Regions from separate parts of the Hordeum vulgare genome. Here region 1 is linked to region 2. The links are chromatin contacts, called in public Hi-C maps. All regions are on one chromosome and are shown on one strand. The core of a region is the stretch at or near the end of the contact, and the rest is flanking DNA. Distances in the headings are between cores, read along the strand shown. Region 1 has its middle 130 kb from the start of LOC123402024. Region 2 holds the start of LOC123406306 (calnexin homolog).

Region 1 (3,649 bases), core at 410-2,909, 220 kb after region 2:
GTCCATGGCGTTTCAGCACTACACATGTTGCTGGCAACATGCCGTGGGCTGGCTGGATGTCGTCGCTACATTCCATAGTGGGTCTGCAACGCCAGCACTGTTGGCGTTTCACAATGGGCCTGCAACGCCACATTAGACTGGCGTTGCAAGAAAGAAAAAACGCCACGGTAGACAGGCGTGTCACTGTTGGGCAGCAACGCCAGCACTGTTGGCGTTTCACAGTGGGTCTGCAACGCCCCTTTAGACCGGCGTTGCAAAAAAGAAAAAACGTCACGATAAACAGGCGTGTCACTGTAGGGCAGCAACGTCACGGTAGACAGGCGTTGCATAGTGGGGCAGCAACGCCACGGCTTGTGGCGTTTCTAAAAGGGTCAGATCGTGAAATGGTTTCAAGTCTGGTTCATTTTTTGTGCTCATGTTAGAAAAAAAAGTTAAAACAGTGAAAAAATGCATGATAGATGCTCTTACACCCCGTCATTTTGAACTTGTCTTGTCTCGTAGTCGTAGCTTAGCGCACATGACAAAGCCAGGGTATTGATCCTGTGGAGCACGCCGCCGGAGAGGGACGACTGAGACGCGACGGACACCGACCGCGACGCCACGGCACCTACCTCCACGGCTCGCCCTGCACTTTCTTCCTGAGTGGCGGCCGGGAACTCGTACCAGCCGCGTACATATACATGCACATATCGTTGCCGGCCCGTACGTGCTCGATACCGCCTCAGACATCTCGTTACGCACGTAACGAGGCTGGCTCGATCGGCACGTCCTACCTACCGACGTATAGTACGTGTGCACGCGCAGCCACGATCGAGATAGCCTGATCGCAGATGGGACAAGATGCATATATGCGGTGCGTACTTGCAGCTGCATGGGCACGTGGCGTTGAATCGATCTTGACATAGAAAAAACAGAGGAAACATGTTACTCTACTAGTAATACACACCCTTTTTTCTTTGGAGACCGGCACGGAAACGTTATTTTATGTGAAGTAGTACCACATACGATTCCGTGGCCGGGAAGCGAACGCCTCGGTAGGCGGGCTGCTGGCTGGTTTCGTGGCAGGTGGTCGGTACACGCAGTTTGACTATCAGTAGCAGGCACAACCATGCTTCATGTACCGGTGCACGTACGTACATCCGCTGTAGTGCTGTTCGCATGCCAGGTCGCTATTTCGCGCGGGCGTCTCGCCGAAATAGCAGCAGAGGTTTAGAACCGCCTTGTGTACGCACGCATGTACGTAAGTATATATCACCGTACATACGTCGACTCTCCAACCGCTGCAAATTTGTGCATGTAGGGGCAGCAGTAGTGAGTGTGACTCGAAAGCAACGGCCGTGCGTGCCTCCTGTTCCCAACATCTGTTTGTGCTGGAAAGGAATTAACGGGAAACTTCGAAGCAAGTTTTTTTTTCTCAGATCGAGCAAGCTGGTTTGAGTCGAAAATGATTAGGAGCAGGGCGCCAAAATGATGACGGACGCCGGGGCCCCGATCATCAGCTATCTTCCCCGTGCCCATATATACAACCACATGCTATGGTGTTAAACCACCCGAGCCCCCAATTATTCTCCATTTATTTGCTGCACATGGACATTAGCTAGCGTTTGTCCTAACAGGAAGAGACACGGAAGTACGCCGCCGGTACCGGGTCACCAAAGCGAAAAGGGACGCGACCCGGCCGCCGGTCCCGGCTGCTTATACCAAGCCAAACCAGCAAGATACTACATGCACAGGTAGCGGGCTGCTACCTGATTAATTGGCAGAAATCATGAGATTAGCATAACCTAATCTCCCTCTGCGGGACCGGGCCGGCGACGACGAGGAAACAATCAACGGCCTAGGAGCAGTTGATTAGACTAGAGTTGTTTTCGTGAATTGTTAATGAATGAGACAACAAATAAGAATTTGCATTCTGATTCTTTTAGCCTACTGCAAAAAAGTGAAGAAAATAACTAAAGCGGGAAAGAACACCTTGTCCATGACCCCGCCACCGCTTTCGCATCTCGCTTTATAATTATCGTTAAATTGCTCCGGAATTTTGAAAATCATACCTAACCCGAAGTTTTAATACGAGATGCTAATCCCATGGCGGTAACCCTGTTTCTCGCATCACCATCATGCAATTGTGAACTCAAGAAATGATCGGCTCATTTCGCACGTAAATAATTTCTCGAGTTTGAAGACGTCATTTTATATGAGGTCAAGTCAAACTCTATCAAATTCGGGCATAGGACGGATTTGGGCCCTATTTGCTAGGCTCGACAATCGAACCGGGCCAGGCTCATGCCTGGGATTTCAGTTGCGGGCTTTTTTTAGCCCGGCTCAAAGCCCAGCCCAACCCAGGATATGCCCATGTATAAGTCAAATTCTACTAATGATGGCTAACGTTCTGCCTTGCTCGACTAAAAATGTTGCCAATCTGTGAGGTAGTCAAATATATTGGCCATAGATAAATTACTTCGCGTGTAACTCTAATGTCAATGTGTGAAAGTGAAAATGTCATTTCAATATGTAGGTTGTAAGTCAAATTTTCCACTGCTACCTGCCGTTATCATCACTCCCATACCGGAGCCGGATAACCTTTGACAATGACAACAGAAAAGCATTCATGCACGAAAACACATTGTAATTGTAGTGCTGGGCGTTGACCTCTCGATTCGGTCTGAAGTATCCAACATCAAAATTCATTGGTGTGCGAGCATGACGAAAAACTTTCTCCTCACCGCCTGGAGAAGACAACAAGGTTTATCAAAGAAACCGGTGTAACCAAGAAGAAGGATAATTTAGGAGCATCTTCAAACGAACATCCTATATAAGTTCCAAATCTCCGGGCACCCTCACCGGTGACTGCCCGTAACGAAAATCCTGACCTAACTGGACTAAGAAATCCAGCCCAAACGTACGGGGTGTTCGACAAACCCCATACCCAGCCCGGTAACACCCATACCCATCCCATATTTGGGGCACATACCGGGACGCCCAAACGACCCCACACGTAGGGTTGTGGCCCCACTCTAGCCTGCCACGACCCCACAAAAACTCCTTTAACCCTAGTTCTTAGTCCACAATCGACCACTCCGCTCATTCGGTCTCCTTCCCATTTCTGCCCCATCCCCTCCCTCAATGTCCCATCCCTCCACCAAAGCTGCTTATACCAAACCAAACCAGCAAGATACTACATGCACAGGTAGCGGGATGCTACCTGATTAATTGGCAGAAATCACGAGATTAGCATAACCTGATCTCCCTCTGCGGGGCCAGGCCGGAGACGACGAGGAAACAATCAACGGCCTGTGGGTAGTTGATTAGACTAGAGTTGTTTTCGTGAATTTTTAATGAATGAGACAACTAATAAGAATTTGCATTCTGATTCTTTTAGCCTACTGCAAAAAAGTGGAGAAAATAACTAAAGCAGGAAAGAACACCTTGTCCATGACCCCGCCACCGCTTTCGCATATCGCTTTATAATTATCGTCAAATTGCTCCGGGATTTTGAAAATCATACCCAACCCAAAGTTTTAGTACGAGATGCTAATCCCATGGCGGTAACCCTGTTTCTCGCATCACCATCATGCAATTGTGAACTCAAGAAATGATCGGCTCATTTCGCACGTAAATAATTTCTCGAGTTTGAAGACGTCATTTTATA
Region 2 (3,566 bases), core at 930-3,429:
ATCAAGTTGAGTCTGTTAATGGGAAATATTTTCTTCACTAAGGACGCACATGGCTGATTTCCAATTAAATCATTTATTTAGAAACGGTCGTGACATCAAGTCCTTGCCAATATAAAGAGTAAGTGACATGCAAAGGCTCTTGCAGTTCTCACAAAATATATTATAGTTAATTGGTTGACATTAAAAAGGAGAGGTGTTGAACAGACCACCTCTTTTGCGTGCAAAATGTGCACTGCTAAATTTCCTGCCAAATTGGCAATGTACACTGCTACGTTTCACTTAAGAAAAAAGAAAAGCTATATAACTTTATAAAGGAAATACAAGCTTAGTTTTGTTGCATCAGAACATATCCAAAGCATGTTGGCACTTTCGGTTGATGGGGTGTATGCGCAAGATGATGGATCGGCAGCTGTTGGAATGATTTTGAGAAGACGGGATGGCTCGGTGGGTTCTGCTACATATTGGTACATATTCCCTCCGTTCCTAAATATAAGTCTTTTAAATGATTTTACTATATGTCTACATACGTAGCAAAATGACTGAATGTATATTCTAAAATATGTCTATATACATCCGTATGTGGTCCATCAGTGAAATCTTTACAAAGACTTATATTTAGGAACGGAGGGAGTATTTGATTGCAAACAAGCTCTTGAAGGCTCATTCTATCCTTTCTACTACCTTCGTCCAAGTGTATATGGCATGTACGTAGTTCTAGGTTGTTAATTTAACTAGCTAAATATATATCATATGCCATAAAAATTACATATTCAAAAACTACATCCCCGCATGAATCTAATGATATATTATTTATTACATATATTATATATTTAAATAGTTAAATTAACGACCTAGAACTACGCGCATGCCTTATACACCTGGACGGAGAGAGTAGTAATAGTTTGGATCACTCTGCTTAAGGACAGATGGTTTCGGAGATTAAGTTTATATTGATCGGTAGGGATTTTATTCCTCAGAAAATTCATAGAGATCAAAACATGGCATGCAGATTGCCTAGCTAGGTATAGTCGAACTAAATGCATCATGACTGTGTGGTTGCATCAAGGTCCTCCATGTATAGAGGAAATTTGGCCTTCAGATTGTAACCCTGTTACTATGGAATAAAATTTCTATTGAACCCACAAAGAATTAAATAACAAATCAAAAGGAGTTTATTAACATATAAATTTGAAAAACTTTTGTGGGCCCGTGACCCCGAACATGCAATCTCGCAAGAGGTCCAGCCCAGCGCAAATGAAAACACATAGACACACAGAGAGAGGTGGATTTAGGCCCCAAGCAGCTCGGACAACTGCCTGAGATGTGTAGGCAGTTTCCTTCTACCGACCGCGAGAGCGCACAACAAGGTGAGGAAACGCCTTGCCATCGCCGTTTGCCGACCGGGCCTAGCCCGCTGGCTTCCTCCAACGACGAGAGAAGAGGAAGCAGAGGAAGGGGGTGGCGACAGCTGCGGCTAGGGTTCCGCCCAAACCGCCGGCAGGGGCGACGCGGACGCTATTATATTAAAACCATGACATTTTATGCTTACATGTTAAATTCATTACTGTAATTTTGAATACTTTGTTTTTTTATAATACTTTGCTACCGAACAAGACCTTAGAGATGAGAGAGTGTTGCTTGGACTCCCCGTGGTTTTCTGGTCAGGAGCCTGATGGTTGACGGTGCATCTAAAGTGCGAAAACCCACATTTAACACGCTATTTCATACTCACTCCATTTAAAATTACTTGTAAAATAATAAATTTACCTAAATGATATTAATTTTAAGTACATTCATTTTATCATTTTACGCCTTATTCTAGACGGGGAGTATGAATAAAGCTTTTTAGTCCTGAAAAAGAAAACTCACGTTTGAACAGAAAAGAAGGTCACTCGAGTCTCGAGGAAGATCTGACAAAGTCAGTGAGAGGAAAAAAACCCGCCCAAAGCTTCCACGTGGAGCCCCCGGTGGGTCCAGGCGTCACCATGCGTACGTGGCACCATTCCGTTGGCTAACATCCCGTCTAAGCAGCCCCTGATTGGCCGGAACGACTCACGCCACGTATCGCGACACAACCTCCCCGTCCAGCACATCTCGGCCGTCGCATCCTCCACCCCGCCTCATCCCAGCCGTCCAACGTTCCTTGTCGCCCCTTCAATTACACCCGTCTCCTCCCCCGGCATCGGTCGCTTCGAAGATCGACACCAGTGGAAGTTTCTTCCGGTCCCAGAGAGATCGCGGAGGGGAGGAGGATGACGGGAGGGCGCGCGGTGCTCCTGCTGCCGCTGCTGGTGATCTCGGCGCTGTTCGCGCAGATCAGCGCGTCGGATCCGGTAATTCATCTCCCCGGCTTCGTGTCGCTGCTTCCGGTTCTTTTTTCCGCTCAATTTTGGGTGAGATTTGTGATGTTCTGCGTGGGGTTTCGCAGCTGTTCCACGAGTCCTTCGACGAGAGCTTCGACGGGAGCTGGATCGTGTCCGGCAAGGATGAGTACAAAGGTGATTCTCCCGCCTTTCCGTTGCGTGTTATTCGATCTGTGAGAGATCCGTGCTTGGGTTTAGCGGCAGGTGGCTGGGTTTCTGATCCGTTCTGTGGGATTCTCTACTGACTTCCGAGGTGCTGAATCTGATCTGCTAACGTTGTGAGGCGATTTTATGTGGAGTTCGATTCAATTGTTTAGTTGAGGTAGCGATGAGTTATCGGGAGCGATACGTTTGGCGACCGTGAGATTCAGAATATGTTTGCAGATTGTTGCCTTTGTTCCTACATATGGTGATGCGTTAGTTCAGATCCGCTACGCATCCACTGCCATGGTCTTGTTGGTGACAATAAGCGCTCCACAGTTGTTAGATTATTTGTAGTCACTAGTCAGTATATGATAGAACAATGCGGAGGAACGAAGAGTACATGCAATGTGTTTTGAGAGGTGAATTGGCTATGATGTATAGTCTTGTTCCTGCCTTTCTGCGTGATGACAGTTTAATTTGTGTAGATGAGCTGCATTTGAAACGTCGAGAAAATGCAGCAATTGTCTGCATTGTGGTAGTTGTCTTTATAATTATATCAATATCCCCATCGAGTTAATTAAAATTGTTGCTCTATGTATTGTTTCCCTGCTAGCATGTCATATGATCGATGCAAAGTGCAGCACCTCGCTCTTAACAGTGTAACATTACTAGGTGAATTATGATGGCTTGGCAACCTTGTGACCTAATTGTTTTTTGATAGGGATTCTGATGGTACAAATGGAATGGTGATTTGTGAGTATTGCGATTAGTAGATGGCTAGCTGTAAAATGATGTTCTTTGCAACTCTTGTCATACAGTTAATTCATGTTCATGCCCTGTTTTTCTCACTAAGAATTGGCATTTCTGCGTTAAACTTATGCCTCTTGTTCTTTGATTATCTGCCTTGTTTCCCATGTCTTTTCTAATGTAGGTTTTGCCTGTCTGGCAGTTGTTCATTCGACTCCATTTCCTGTCAAAATTTGTTGTTCCACTAATACTTTTAGTACTGCACTCATGTATTGTGTTAATATAATGTGCCATACAGGTGCATGGAAGCAC

What was found. A called contact is a pair of places that touch in the nucleus more often than the background predicts.
Region 1: a contact with region 2 is called in a Hi-C map of seedling, with 3 times the contacts expected there. The contact joins the enhancer-like site here to the promoter of LOC123406306 in region 2. A contact is called at or near these places in 3 of 6 Hi-C or Micro-C datasets (leaf and seedling) and 1 of 1 datasets of contacts at active chromatin or transcription factors (embryo).

The regions. Positions count from the first base shown.
Region 1 is chr6H:45,628,727-45,632,375 of MorexV3_pseudomolecules_assembly, forward strand. No RefSeq gene overlaps it. Among protein-coding and RNA genes, the nearest start is that of LOC123402024, 130 kb to the right of the region's middle. Within about 2 kb of position 1,660, at least 3 of the 3 cell types and tissues checked have open chromatin away from gene starts, as enhancers often do. A contact at or near this core is called in leaf and seedling, where this site is marked.
Region 2 is chr6H:45,404,626-45,408,191 of MorexV3_pseudomolecules_assembly, forward strand. It overlaps LOC123406306 (calnexin homolog), which reads left to right and starts at 2,180. Exons shown (of 6, transcript XM_045099793.1): 1 at 2,180-2,333; 2 at 2,429-2,498; 3 at 3,553-3,566. The coding sequence starts at 2,253.